2 separate regions of the Neogale vison genome follow, and region 1 is linked to region 2. The links are chromatin contacts, called in public Hi-C maps. All regions are on one chromosome and are shown on one strand. The core of a region is the stretch at or near the end of the contact, and the rest is flanking DNA. Distances in the headings are between cores, read along the strand shown. Region 1 holds the start of AP3S1 (AP-3 complex subunit sigma-1). Region 2 holds the start of LOC122917164.

Region 1 (7,046 bases), core at 2,043-4,542, 200 kb after region 2:
AAACATTATAAAAACATACTTAACAATGTGACAAAGTTATCAAAATGTACTAAATACAAAACAGTATGTACGATAGGATATCAATTTCATTAAAGCCACCACAAACACATATTCACAGAAATGAGGACTATGGACCAAAATGCTACTTCTCAGTAGTGACATTAGAGACGATCACTTGATTTTATTTGTGCTTTTTGTAACCACCAAGTTTTCTACAATAAACTTAATAAACTAGTAAAAAGTATTAAAAAGGAAATACAACTAGGAGCCAAAAGACTTCAGATAGAGAAATCAAGTTTCAATTTCTAGACAGGGATGCCTGGGGTGGCTCAGGTGGTTATGGGTTCTGTCTTTGGCTTAGGTCATGATTCCAGAGTGCTGGAATAGAGTCCCCCATTGGGCTCCCCGCTCTGCGGGAAGCCTGCTTCTCCCTCTGCCTGCTGCTTCCCTGCTTGTGCACACGCTCTCTCTGACAAATAAATAAAATCTTAAAAAAAAAAAAAAAAATCCAGATATCTACAATTAAGAGTTAACACTGAAAGCAAAATAGTGTACTGCTGCCCCCTACAGTCAACTCTATCCTACTACATCTTCCTTGTCTCATTCCTTGGTCTTCAACATTTGAGATTCCCACCAGGTCTCTGCAGTTTATTCAAGGTTTGCCCCTAGAATGAATGAACCCAGAACACAGGACACATACAATTTATCTTCCAGCTAAAGTTTATCTTCCTTTCTCCATTTAATAATTATAACTTTAGTTAGTTAAATATAAATGAATTGGGAGATAACAGAGAAGATTTTGGTTGACTCAGCTTCCATACCTCCCTTAATCCTTGGGACCTAGGGATAACTCAACTATAACTGGGTATTTCAGTAAAGTGAGGCAGAAAATATTGTGAGTTATATATACTACTGAAGGAAGAAGAGCGGGAAGGCAAGAAGCTAGGAAAGTTACTTACAGTAGTTATAGCTGTAACCTTTTTTCTTTTTTTAAATTCTAAAGGTGATTTGCTTAGAGTTCTCAACCATAGCTATATATTAGAATCAAGATTTATAAGAATACAGGAATCCACAACAATTAATTTAGAATCTTCTAGAAGTAGTGCACTGGTAAGTTCAAAAGCTCTCCCAAGTAATCCTAATTAGTACCTAAGGACCAACAACCTTGGTCAGCTTCAGGAATCTGTATTCTTCTGTAGCTTAAACTAAAGCTGGAGCATATGAAATACTGGAGCTTCTTCCATCAGAAGAGATCCTCAAAAAAGGACAACTTCAGGGTATATATTCAACAGCTAGAAACAGCTAGAAACTCCTCATCACAGAGGCGAAATCAAATGCTCCCAAGAGCCAGAAAATGAAAATACCATTTCTCAATGGTGGTTTAAAGAAAAAGAAAACTATGCAGACCGAAGAAAACACGCCCATATAACCGGAGGCCGTATCTGGGTTATGGGCCACTAATTTTTTTCCCTCTGTTTTCCTCAGGTATCTTCAGGGTCAAGTAGTAAGCTTTTGACTGAGGCTGTCAAAGCCCACTCTAGGTCCCCCCCCCCAACAACCAAACAAAAAAAAAAACCTTTGAAGTTTGTTTCTGCTTATAGTAAAATGAGGAAAAAAAAAAAGAAACATGGAATTCTTCTTAAAGACTCTACTGCTTCTTTACAGAAATCATCACAGGTTTCTGTTACTCTACTAGGGCATCGTGGGGAAATAAGACTGTGTTTCCCCCCAAATGTAGAGCCGGTCTGACTTCAAACGGAGCGGGTACCAGGAGACCATTCTCCAAAAGAAGCAGAAACTGATGTTCTATCCAAAGGCTGTGAGATCACGGACTAGAAAACATGCCATACCTAGATTTTAAAACTCGGGCCTGATAAAAACTGAGGCCTAGGGTCAACCACTCCGGATGTGCTGACCCCTGCGATTTCCCCAAATGTGGGAAACTCGACTGCATAATTTGTGGTAGTGGGGGACTGCGTTCGCGCTTTCCCCTGTAACAAAAAAAAAAAAAAAAAAAAAAGAACCAATCCGAACTGTTACCGCTGATGCGAGGATTTTTTTCAAAGGCAACTCTACAGAGGATGCTCAAGGCCAAGTGACTTCCTTAGGATTTTCCATCAACGGCGAACTAATTCCCAAGCAATGAAGGGTTTGAGGACTAATTCAAGCAATGAAATGACTCGCTTATAAAGGTTCCAAACCTTTGGGGGTCGTTTGGGGTGGGGCGGAGGAGGAGGAGATCCTATGCCTTTGGTTTTTCTCTTGACACTCTTCAAACTTGATAAAATTTGTTTTTGGTACAAAGAGTGAATTCACAGGCACTTGATAAGGCGTTTCTTCTAACCCAGACTTGCCACCGACCATCCCTAACTTAACCTTAAGCCATTCATCAAGTCATTACGTCCCCTGTTAAGCACCTGGAGCTACCCGAGATCCCACTCAGCCCCTACCTCCAACCCGCCCGCAGTCTGGCCAATTCAAAGGAGGAGTGGAACGCAGTACAGGAAGTACTGTGGCGGTCAAGGACCCCACACCACAGCGCCAGGGCGCGTCCGGAGACCGCCCTCCCCAGAGCTACCCAACGCAAAGGTCCCGAAAGCCGAAAACCACACTTCCTCTCTCCTCACTGGTCAAAAGCCACCACTGGGCCCAGCCTCCTCGAAAGTTTGCTGCTTTATTGGCCGCCAGGGACCCAGTCGGACGCAATCTAAACCTCCCGCCTCTGCCTGGAGAGAAACTGCTCTCAAAATTACTTTTTTTCTTGGTGTCGCCGGCAGGCTCCTCTGTCCCCGGGGAGACCGCAGCGGAAGAAGGGGGCTCCGGAGTGGCTGTCTCTGGGGAGACCTCCGTAGGTCCTTCGCCTTCAGCAGCGGTTGAGGGAGGAAGCTGCAGCGTCGACTCCGACTCCTCAGCCATCTTGCTCAGTAGAAGGCGAGGGCGGAAGTGGTGGCTCAGCGTATTCAGGGGGCGGGGTTTACGGCAGGGGGCGTCACTGAAGAGGCTCCGGTGTGGTGGCCGGGGGAACTCAACCCAACGGTGAAAGTTGGAGTTGTCAGTTGGTCCTCTACGTGGAACATGCCACAGAGCCCTGAGTACTAGTCCCGCAACTACGCTTTTGCACAGTAACAATCCTCCGGAAGAAGTCTGCGAACCACATACCCGCGCACCTCGTAGTGCGCAGGCGCCTCTCTGACTAGCGGGCTCGAGACCGGAGATGTTTCCGCTTCCCTTCGCGTCGGCTCCGCCCAGGCCCCGCCCAGGCCCCGCCCCGCGGCTCGGGAGCGCGCGCGCGCGCGTGCGGGAGGGGGCGGGTGGGGAAGGATCGCCGGTGAGATCCTGAGGCGAGGCTCGCGCGCCCGCCCCCGCCCTGGCCCACAGCGCCCACCCGGTCGGCCCGGCTCAGCCATGATCAAGGCGATCCTCATCTTCAACAACCACGGGAAGCCGCGGCTCTCCAAGTTCTACCAGCCCTACGTGAGTATCCCGCCGCCGCCGATCCGCGCGAGGGGGAGTAGTTGGCGGCTGGCAGCGCCTTCAGGGCGACCCCCTGAGGCGCGCCGCGGCCCTTCGCGCGCCCTCGGCCGCCTCGCGCTCCGGGGCTGTCAGCCTCCCGCCCGGGGCGAGCGAGGTACCCACCTCCCGCCGCGCTCCTGTCCTCCGACGTGGCTCTACCTGGGCGGCTCCTCCGCGGGTCTGTGGGCTGGGCGGCTTCCCCGAGGCGCGGGCGAGGCCCTGGGGACTTCCCGGGGCCGGGGGCTCTCGGCGGCCGGGCGGCCGCAGCCCACCTGCACCCGCGAACCCACCCGGCGCTCCGGCCTGCCCGCCGCCCGAGCTCGGGGCCCCACCTCCCTGACTCGCAGCCTCTCCCGGCCGACTTCTCTCTCTCCTCGCAGGGACAGATGGGCTCCTGTTTTTCCCGGTAATCCCCTCGTCGCGCAGGAACTTGGGGCTTCCTGCGTTCGCCTGAGCGCTCGCTCTGGACCGTCTCCCCTGGGTGCTCGGTCCAGCTCTCGGCCGCCCGATGTGACTTTCAGGTGCCTCATTAGAGAAAAAAAAAGTGAGGACCGAACATTTTTTTTTTTTTTAAATGGAGCTTTTCCCCTAGTGGCCATGAAGGAGGTCCTGCAGTAGCCGGCGACGTTTGACCCGTCACAGCTGTGACGGTCCGTAACCTGAAAGTTCCCATTGCAGCAGCTGGTTTGGCATTTCGCTCCCTAAGGGGATGGGGTCTCGTCTGTAGCTTTCCTTCTACTTAGGAAGACTGGTCATATTCGTTAAAACTCTCCGTGCAGTGTAAATGGTGTTGCAGAAAAAGCAGGAGGTTTTAAGGGGGGGGTAGGGGAGTGGGTAATGAGGGTTACAGACGTAGGTGCCTGTCTGAGGGCAAAATTCACCGCTAGGTAAAACGTAAAATGAAGCTGTCCGTGTGAGAATTCCTGTAGAGATATTAACTATTGGGTCGTGTGGGGGCATTCTGCTTAGAGTCAGAAATGAACTTTCAATTAAATACTGAGATGGTGCCAAGGCTAGCACTTCTGTGCATATAAACCCCAGATGGAAATGATGCCTGCCGTTGAAAATGAAATGTGAAAATGTCACTTGGCTTAAAATGATAATGCAGTCTGTGGAGGTGTTAGCCGAAGTGAGAAATCTTGAGCTTATTCCTCATTTCCTTAAGTAGTTTTGCTTCTGTGGGTGATAAGGAATATTTTCCTCTGTTCCCATTTGGTTTTAGTATGGTGTAATTCATACTAACGCTGTTGTTTCTGAGTTCGGTATGATTTTTTTTTAAAATATTTAATTTATTTATTTATTTGACAGAGACACAGTGAGAGAAGGAACCCAAGCAGGAGAGGGAGAAGCAGGCCCCCGCTGATCAGGGAGCTAGATGCGGGGCTAGATCCCAGGACGCTGGGATCATGATCTGAGCCGAAGGCAGATGCTTAACTGAGCCACCTCGATATGATTTTTTTTTTTTATCATAATGAGGCGCCCCTCGATATGATTTTTTTTTAAAGATTTTATTTATTTATTTGTCAGAGAGGGGGAGAGCGAGCAAGCACAGGCAGACAGAGAGGCAGGCAGAAGCAGAGGGAGAAGCAGGCTCCCCGTCGAGGGCAAGGAGCCTGATGTGGGACTCGATCCCAGGACCCTGGGATCATGACCTGAGCCGAAGGCAGCTGCTTAACCAACTGAGCCACCCAGGCGTCCCACGATATGATTTGTTTTTAACCCAGAATAAAATCATAGTTGATCCTGCTGAGTGGGGGAAAAATGCCCTTAACTGTATGTTGTTACCCATTTTCCTAAAATGCAGTATTGGTGTTTACTGAAGGAATCTTTTTTCTTAACTATATTCCCTGGGTCATCCATTTGCAGGGTAGGAAAGGTGTTTTGTGATACTGAAACAAATCAAAGATGTGTTTTTTCATAGCTACACTTAATATCAGTACTCAAAATAGTAAGTTTTCTGGCTCCTTTGTGGTATCAGTATAACCCACTCATGTAGTTCAGAATTTAAGCATCAACAGAAAGATGTATTTAATCTGGGAATCCAGGAATACATCTTTCTCCTGTCCGAAAAATGGGAGAAGTGCCTTTTACCTTTATTTAGAGGTAGCAGTGAAGGTTACTGTGGGAGGAGGCAGTCCTGGCATCAGTGGCAATTCTGGTGTCATTTTTGGCCGTGCATTAGTGACAGTGTTACTGGGGACAGGGAGCTAAAAGGTGTAAAGAGAAGAACCTAGTGTTCACTGGACATGTAGAAGTGGGAATGCCAGGAACTGTTTCTATTAATTATTAGTTTTTCCTAAATTGGGTTTAGCCAATTATATATTTTTCTTGGTCAAGAATAATGGAACATAACTGATTTGAGGGGAGAAATCTTTTCCACTCCTTTATGCCATCCAGCCAGTTTGTCAGCATATATTCGTTTCATGCCTACCATGTCCAGGCAGGGTTTTAAAATCTGGAAATGAACAAACGTAACTAATGCTCTTTTGGCGGGCGCGGGGGATGGACAAAGCTAATAAGAAGTAGAATATGTATACCATGCCAGACAGTAGTAAGTGCTGTGAAAAAAAAAAAAAGTGGAGTAGGGTGAAAAGGGAGTATGAGGATGACAGTTTAAAATAGGATAGTCAAGGGGCGCCTGGGTGGCTCAGTGGGTTAAGCCACTGCCTTTGGCTCGGGTCATGATCTCAGGGTCTGGGATTGAGCCCCACATCGGGCTCTCTGCTCAGCGCGGAGCCTGCTTCCCCCCTCTCTCTCAGCCTGCCTCTCTGCCTACTTGTGATCTCTCTCTCTGTCAAATAAAAGAAAAAAAATAGGATAGTCAAGTAAGTCCTCACCTAGAAGGTGACATTCGAACAAAGTCTTGAAATAGGTAAGAAAGCCAGACTTGCCAGTATCTGAGGGTAGGTCATTCCAGGCAGAGGGAGCAATAGATGCAAAGGCCCTGAGGATGGAATGGCTATTTGAAGATTCTGTCCTTTTTGAACAACACCAAGAAATAGCATGGTCAGAGCAGACTATGTAAGGAAAGAGTTTTTGGAAAAGAGGTCTGTTTGTATAGGGCTTCAGAGTTATTCTCTTCTCACTGCCTGGAATGTCCTTCCCTTGTATTGCCAAGTGTCCAGATTTGACCTCTTGTTCCACATTTAACTCAAACATCACTTAAGCACTTCCTGAAGCTTTTTATCTTGCTGGATGACTCCTGTTGGTTCTTAGGATTTTATTTTTATCGTTATTTATGGTACAGTATTCGGTTGCACAGCCTATAATTCCTTGGGGCATCCTATAGATTCCTTGAGAGAAGGTATCAGGTTTTAGATGTATTTGTGTCACCCCTAGCAACCAACATTGAATTTTGAATATAGACGCTCTCAAAAGTCATTGCTTAATGTGTTCATTCGATCCTCCCAGCCTAATATGGAGTTTGGATTAGAAGTGACTTCTAAGGCTCCTTCCACCTTTTAAAATTTTGTCCTTCATTAACTGGATGTTTTAAGAATTCATGCCTTCAGGATAAAAGCAATGGTGGAATA
Region 2 (7,179 bases), core at 4,260-6,759:
AGTAATCACCTGTAGAGAGAAGGGGGGGAAAGGAAGACATCATTGCAACTAATGAGTTTGAGAAAGTAACCAGATTTCCTGTTAAAATGACAATAAGGCTATTGGCAAAGGATTTTCCCTACCACAGGCAATTTTACTTTTTTTTCAATCCAGCAGGGGATGGAGTTTGGGAGGCAGATGTCAGTTCAACTGAAGCTTTATAGAAACCAAACAAATTTCCTTATGACCAGAGAGAGGGATTAGCTAACCAGCCAGGCAACTGTTCTAGTAAAGGGAGGGAATCACTCGATTCTCCCAATGACCCTACAAGAGAGGGATCTTGCTCTCCATCTGACAAGCTGAGAAATGGAGTTAAGATAAGCAACCTACCCAAGAGTGCTCATCTAGCAAAAGGCCGAGGCAGAACCTGAATTCTAAAGTCAGACTCTTGTCCCTCAAGCTCACTGTCATGTAATATTCTCCCTCCCCAAATCTCCCGTGGTTTCCTCTCAGCACCATCCAAGCACACACACGGATAATTCAGTAAAGTAGGAAAGCTGACCGGCCCCTGGCATGACACCCCGAGCATGTTTCTATTACAGAACTTCAACTCATTTTACTGACGAATTACAGACAGGTTTGTTTCATAAGTGCTTCTATAAGTCAGTTATATGGAATGTGATACGTATTTTGTTTTGAACTACATTATGAACTGAATAGACTTCTGGGGTATTTAAGAGTTTATCATTATTTGGGGCGCCTGGGTGGCTCAGTGGGTTAAAGCCTCTGCCTTCGGCTCAGGTCATGATCTCAGGGTCCTGGGATCGAGCCCCACATCGGTCTCTCTACTCAGCAGGGAGCCTGCTTCCTCCTCTCCCTCTCTCTGTGCCTGCCTCTCTGCCTACTTGTGATCTCTCTCTGTCAAATAAATAAATAAAATCTAAAAAAAAAAAAAAAAAAGAGTTTATCATTATTTTACGAATTTGTTCTCCAAAGAAACATTAAGGACTAATGTCTGTACACTTGTGATTAAAGCAAAAACAAAACAGAACAAAACAAAAACAAACAAATTTTCTGCTTATCTGGAAAGCCTGTATTTTAGAGCAAGCACATTTGGAAAGAAAGCTGGGGTCGGGGAGGTAAATGAAATGTTCTGAAGAGGTTTCTGGAGCTGTTTTCAAGGGCTTATGCTTAATCAGTTACAGTATATAGGCCATCGGGGTTGCACAGAAGGGGAGGGAAATTTTTCCCGAGGTAATGGGACGGGCATAGTCAGAAAAGGATTAGGGAGGAGACAGGCCTCCTTATAGGAAGGAGAAATAAGCGGGAATAGAGAGAGGGACATAGGACATAGGAAAGAAAGGGTGCAAGTTGCAAAAGGTGGGAAAGATATGAGAGACAAGTGTTTGAGGGCTCCCAAGCACCTGAGATGGGGACGGGGGTGGGTACAAGCCTGAACTTTCAGGCTTGACCCCTCTTGGTTAGCTTAATATTGACTTTATAGATTTGTAGGACAGAACTCCAACTCTGCACTTCAAAGGAGGCCTGGCTGCTAAAGTGACCTTTTGTCACGCAGAAAACAAGACGGATAACTGACCTAACTACAAGATCATTTTGATAATTAAATGAAATATAATTGTGTACTGAGGGAACTGCAAAAATAGGCATATATTAACATAAGGATATAATGTTTTGACATAAAAAGTGTCTTAACAATTAGACATTTACCATTCCTCCAAATGTCAACCTTTCCTCCAAGTGAAAATCATGACTTTTTTTTTTTTTAAGATTTTATTTATTTATTTGACAGACAGAGATCACAAGTAGGCAGAGAGGCAGGCAGAGAGAGGAAGGGAAGCAGGCTCCCTGCTGAGCAGAGCGAGATGACCTGAGATCATGACCTGAGCTAAAGGCAGAAACAGTTTTTTATAAATCCAAGTGTTCACATGTGGCCGCTGTATTTGATCATCAAATGTGTTACACAAATGGAATAGAGTCAGAATTGATCATCATGCCACTTCTCCTCCACCAAGCTTTAAAACAAATAATCTTATTTCAGATTTAAAAAGTACCCCTTCACAATCTGTCTGGTCACAGAAATTAGAAACTGGGAATTATCCCGAACTAAGTGTCCCTACTTGTCCAGTTCTCACAGAAATCTCTTGACGTTACTGCCTCTCTCAAATTCATCCCATCTCTTCCATTCCTAATCCAAGGCCTACCCTAGACAGGACTAAAGGCACAACTTCGTAAAAGGTCTTCCCACAACCGGATGGATCTCTCCTCCCTCCAACCCAGGGGTTCATTCTCAGCTTCAGCTCCCTTAGGGCTGGGTAATTCTTCATGGGAGAGGACTGGGTGGCCGTGGGCACCGCAGCCTGTTGAGCAGCTTGTCTGGTTTCCAACCCCCAGATGCCAGTAGCCTCCCCACTCCCCACGTGGCGGGGGGCAGCCTCCCCACCTCCCCATCCCTCATTCACTTAAAACCTTTTCTCAATTCCTGTGACCTCCAGAAAGTGCAAACAATGCCAAACCACTCCTCTGCACCTCCTTCAAGGTAGCTTTGGCACCTCTTTTATACCCTTCCTCATTCTGTGTTCCAGAAATAGCAGAGGGCCAGAAGGTCTCTGAACCAGTCTGTTCTACACCTGCATGAACAGCCACAGGTTAAACAGGTCCTGTCTGTTAAAGAATCAGGACCCACAATGGCAATGCTTACCAATCTACAGCTTATTACAGGAGAAAAACAGAAACTACCAGAGTCAAAAGCTGTCTCACAGAAAGAGTTTGGGAAGTTAGGTGTGGGTTCCTTTGTCCTCCTTCTGTGAGGGCTGAAGCCGGACACAGACACTCAGATGAGGAGGCACCCAAGTGTGCAAAGTACCAGTGAGCCAGTAAACCCCAAATGGAGGCCTGGCTGGGTTTTTTTTTCTCCTATTTTGCTGGTCACATTGAGATATTCCTACCTAGTAACCAGTCTTGACAGCACAGCCTTTTAGGGGGGCAGTTTCAGCAAGGGTGTTTCATCATCGATCTGTTACCCATAAACAGTGTTGACAAACTGGTAGGATAGACTGCTAGTACTACTGGATCCACAATTACAAAGCAACACTATTACTCACCGTATTTCGTGGGGGCTCAAGCTGATTTCAGGAATTGAGTCTCACAATCCACCTGCCTAGGATGCCTTTCCCCCTCTGCCATCTGGTAGAGTAAGTTCTGTATCTCCTAGACACAGCTCAAACATCAACTCCTCAGCTACCTTTCCCTTGAGGATCCCTCCGCCTTTGGCCAGCACTGTACACGTGCACTTTCGCTCTTGCCTTTAACACTGCATGACGGTAATGTGTCCATGGAAGCTCCCGGAGGTCAAGGTCAGTCTTACTGATCTTTGGGAAGTGGTGTATATTATTAAAGGAGTTGAGAATTTAACCTAGAACTGCATACTGATTCTGCTCCTGGCTAAGTTTTGTGACCCTGTTTAAAGCTTCTAAAGCCTCCGCTTTGTAAGTAAAAAAGAACTGTATCTATATTCTGCTACATAAAAGATCTAATTTTTTTTAGCCTGGAATAGTAGTGTAGTGTTCTCAGCACCAAGCACAGTGTCTGATGCTGACACCTGAAACACACTCGCACTTCCGTACTGCCACCCCTGCTATCTTCTTTTCCGTCCCCTGGCTCTGATCCATGAAGTTAAACAAACCAAAGGGTGATCCTTAGCCTCCCTCCCCTCACTCACAAAAGCCAAATCACCACCAAGTTCTTGATTTCACCTACTAACTTCTCTCCAATCCCTTCACTTTCCTCCTTCCCCACAGCTCCCATCCTAGAAGGCTGGCCCACTCTAGTACTCTCCGCATCAGTCTTCCACAACCACTCTCCGCCACTCCAATATCTCTACCCGCACAAGTAAATAAATATCCATATAACTACCCCAAACACCTGGATCACAGCACTGCACTGCTTAAAACCCTGAGAGCTCTCCCACACTCTTAAGAAAAACTAAAATCTTTAACGAGGCCAGCAAGGCACATGGTCTGGCCCCTGACCTCCCTTCCTCTGGCTCCTTATTCCCAACCATACTGGATCTCTCAGTGGTCCTCAAAGACCCAGTCACTCTTGGTACATACCAGAGTATGTACAACTAATCCTTTAGACTTGAGCTTAAAATCACTTCCTAAAGGAAGCCCTCCTCGCTCCCAAAGATAGATCATTTAATCTCCTATTTTCTGCTCTTAAAGCAGAGTCTTTTTTTTTTTTTTTAGCAGAGTCTTGATGAATGAGCAATTACTAAGAAAAGCGTAGGATGGGGGGGTGGATAGGATGGGTAGGGAATCAAGAATGATGGCAGTGACCCAAGCTTTTTGAACCACTTCTGTAATCACCAGCACCTACCACTCAACAGCTACTCATATGTTACGTCAGCCTACCAAGGAAAACAGAAATAAAGACTATTGTAACAAACTTAATAAACTACATTCTGTGAATTAACGTCCGTTTTCTATAAAATCCCAAAGACAAAAAGGGGCCTCTCACTGATCACACCTCTTCGTTCTACACCTTTGGCAGGTGCTCACCCGGCCTCCCATGGAGCTCTTCCCATGACAGGGGGCAGAATTCACCTAGAGTCCTAGTAACATCAGTGGGAAAAGATACTGGCAGTCCTTCAAATCTGATTAAAGTGGAGGTGCGGGTCAGGGAGAGCAGGGGACGGGACACTGAGCACCACAGAACAGGAAGAACTTTTTCTTAAGAAAAGAGAGTCTTTCAAGGAGGGAAGTTCGATGGGCGTTGAAAGGCAGGCCACCGGAGCATGGAAGGGCAAGTCACAGCTACAAGAAGCATTTCTGGAATCCACGCATCTTCCTATCTGGTCTAAAATGGCTCTCGCCCCAGGTTTAGAACAGGAAAGGCCAATGCCCCGCACCGGCTACCTAGGGGTGAGTCCTGACTCGGCCAAAGAACGGAAAAACCACGGCAGGAGGGAGGCAGCAAGCAGGCTGCAGCCCCGACCCCGGAACCGCGAGCTGAGGCCCCTGGACTTCGAGAGCACGGAGTACCTGGAACTCGAGGGTGCACTTGGTGCCCTGCGTGATGTCCTCGTAGAAGCACTGCTTGGCATTGTCCGGCAGCTCGAAGGTGATCTCGGAGGCGCCGCCGGGCCCCGGCACCAGCAGCAGCAGCGCGAGCAGCCTGCAGCCCCAACGGCCCGCGGCGGCCGTCCAGCGCTGCGCGGACCCCGGCCCCGGCATCCCGAGGCGACGGCGGCGGCCTCAACGGAGCTGCGGGGGGACGAGGGGTCAGGTGGGCGCCGACTCGCCGCGCGCGGCAGGCCTCGGCCCGGGCGGCCCGCGAAGACGCACGGCAGAGTCGCTCCGAGCCTCGGAGAGATTCGGGAGGAGGAGCGAGCCGCTGGGTGCCGGCGAGCGGTGCGCAGGGACCGGGGCCTGGCGCCGGGAACGACCTACAGAGCGGAGATAAGGCCGGTACGGCACCGGCGGAAAAGGCCTGAGATGGCCGGAAGTAGCGCGAGCGCCTGGAAAAAGGGGGCGGGGCCTGAGGCACCTGCTCCAGCAACCCGGATGTGCTCTCCCCGCTCAGAGGCGGAGAGGCGTTGGAGTGTGTACGTGGAAGCTCGCGAGACGTCGGCTTCGCTGCCGCCGGCTGCGGAGGCGAGGGGCGGGGCCATCGTGCTGAACGTGGCGGGGCGGGGCCAGAGAGAAGGGTGTGTCGCTCCGGTGTCTAGGTGGGGCGTGCCGCCTGCAGGTACCACGTCAACGGCTCTGCTTCAGCGTTCACATCTGTACAATGAAGACAGTACTGCCTTATCCACAGCATTATTACAGGGCTTCAGTACTTGCAGAGAGTACCTTACTTTTTGGTATTCTAAGCACTCAATAAGCTTTTGTTAAATAAAAATAAACGTCATTTGAGCGCTCCTTATCAGGCACCGTGCCAAGAGTATTACACAAGTCCTTCTGCCAGTCAGGTGTGATGTCACCTATTTTCGTGATGAGTAAATTGAGGATCCAAAAAGTTGAGTAACTTGCCTATGGTCACAGCCTGGTTTGTGCTGGAGTGCTTTAAAAAAAAAAACTGTAGGTAATAGTAACAAACGTGTTGATTTCTTAAATTATACATTTTCTTGTGCATATGAACACATCTTAGGGATCATGCCACTTTTAAAGAAATGACCATGGTGAGGCTCACGCACTCGAAGATGATCAGCAGAAGGTGGTAGAGGGCTTTATGAGAAGTAAATAGGGTGAGGTGGGTAGGAGCCAGGCAGGGAAGGGAGGGAGGTGGAGGAAGAGGCTGGGTGCGGGTGGGGGGTGTTGGTAAGGAGGGAGATGCAGGACCTCCACTGGCCTGTGGTGCCCAAAGCCTCGGCAGTGGGGAGAGGACCCCCAAGGAGATAAGATCTGGAGGAGAATGCACCTTGGTGAGCACTGGTTGCGCCTTGAGAGGAAGAAAGAATGAATTTCAAAGTAGGAAACATGGGTTCTATTTTCTTTTCTTTTCTTTTGACATTTTGTTTATTCATTGGACACAGAGAGAGAGAGAGAGAGAGAGAGAGAGAGAGAGAACAAGCTGGAGGAGCAGCAGAGGGAGAGAGAAGCAGGCTTTCCAGGGAGCAGAGAGCCTGATGGGATCAGGGGCTGAGCTTATAGCAGATGCCTGACTGGACTAAGCCACCCAGGCGCCCCTCCCACTCACCTGCTTCTAAAGTGTAACAATATCAGAGGTTGGTGAGCAGCAATGTTGAGCAAGAAGATCCCTCAAACACTGCTAGTCATGTGTAAAGTGATACAAACCATGAAGAGTGTGGCATTACCTAGGAAAGCAGGAGATACATACATATGCCTAGAAATTCCACTTTGCATATATTTTAAAGTGTATACCTGAGAGAGTGCTTCTCATAGTGTGCCCCAAAGGCCCCTGGGAGCCTCTGAAACCCTCCCAGTAGGGTCTAAGATTCTCTGAGTGGAGGCTTTTTATTCACCATGTATCTCAACCGAAACAACAAAATAATGGATTGAAAGTAAAAAAGCAGATGAGCACTTAGCTCATGAATCCTGATATTAAAAAGATTTACAAAAATAAGCAGCAATATCACTCACCACTAAATTTTTACTCAGAACATATGGCTATTTTTCATTTAAAATGTGTTATTTGTGTTGACATGGATAGCAGGTTGAA

What was found. Hi-C and Micro-C count contacts between places; a contact is called where the count stands out from the background.
Region 1: a Hi-C map of muscle shows a contact between it and region 2, with 12 times the contacts expected there. The contact joins the promoter of AP3S1 here to the promoter of LOC122917164 in region 2. A contact is called at or near these places in 2 of 3 Hi-C or Micro-C datasets (fibroblasts and muscle).

What each region holds. Positions count from the first base shown.
Region 1 is chr1:170,788,612-170,795,657 of ASM_NN_V1, forward strand. AP3S1 (AP-3 complex subunit sigma-1) reads left to right here and starts at 3,293. Exons shown (of 6, transcript XM_044263198.1): 1 at 3,293-3,474. The coding sequence starts at 3,406. It overlaps ATG12 (ubiquitin-like protein ATG12), which reads right to left and starts at 3,129. Exons shown (of 5, transcript XM_044263222.1): 1 at 2,754-3,129. The coding sequence starts at 2,916. It also overlaps the pseudogene LOC122896756.
Region 2 is chr1:170,582,496-170,589,674 of ASM_NN_V1, forward strand. LOC122917164 reads right to left here and starts at 5,510. Exons shown (of 5, transcript XM_044264725.1): 1 at 5,040-5,510; 2 at 1-9. The coding sequence starts at 5,231.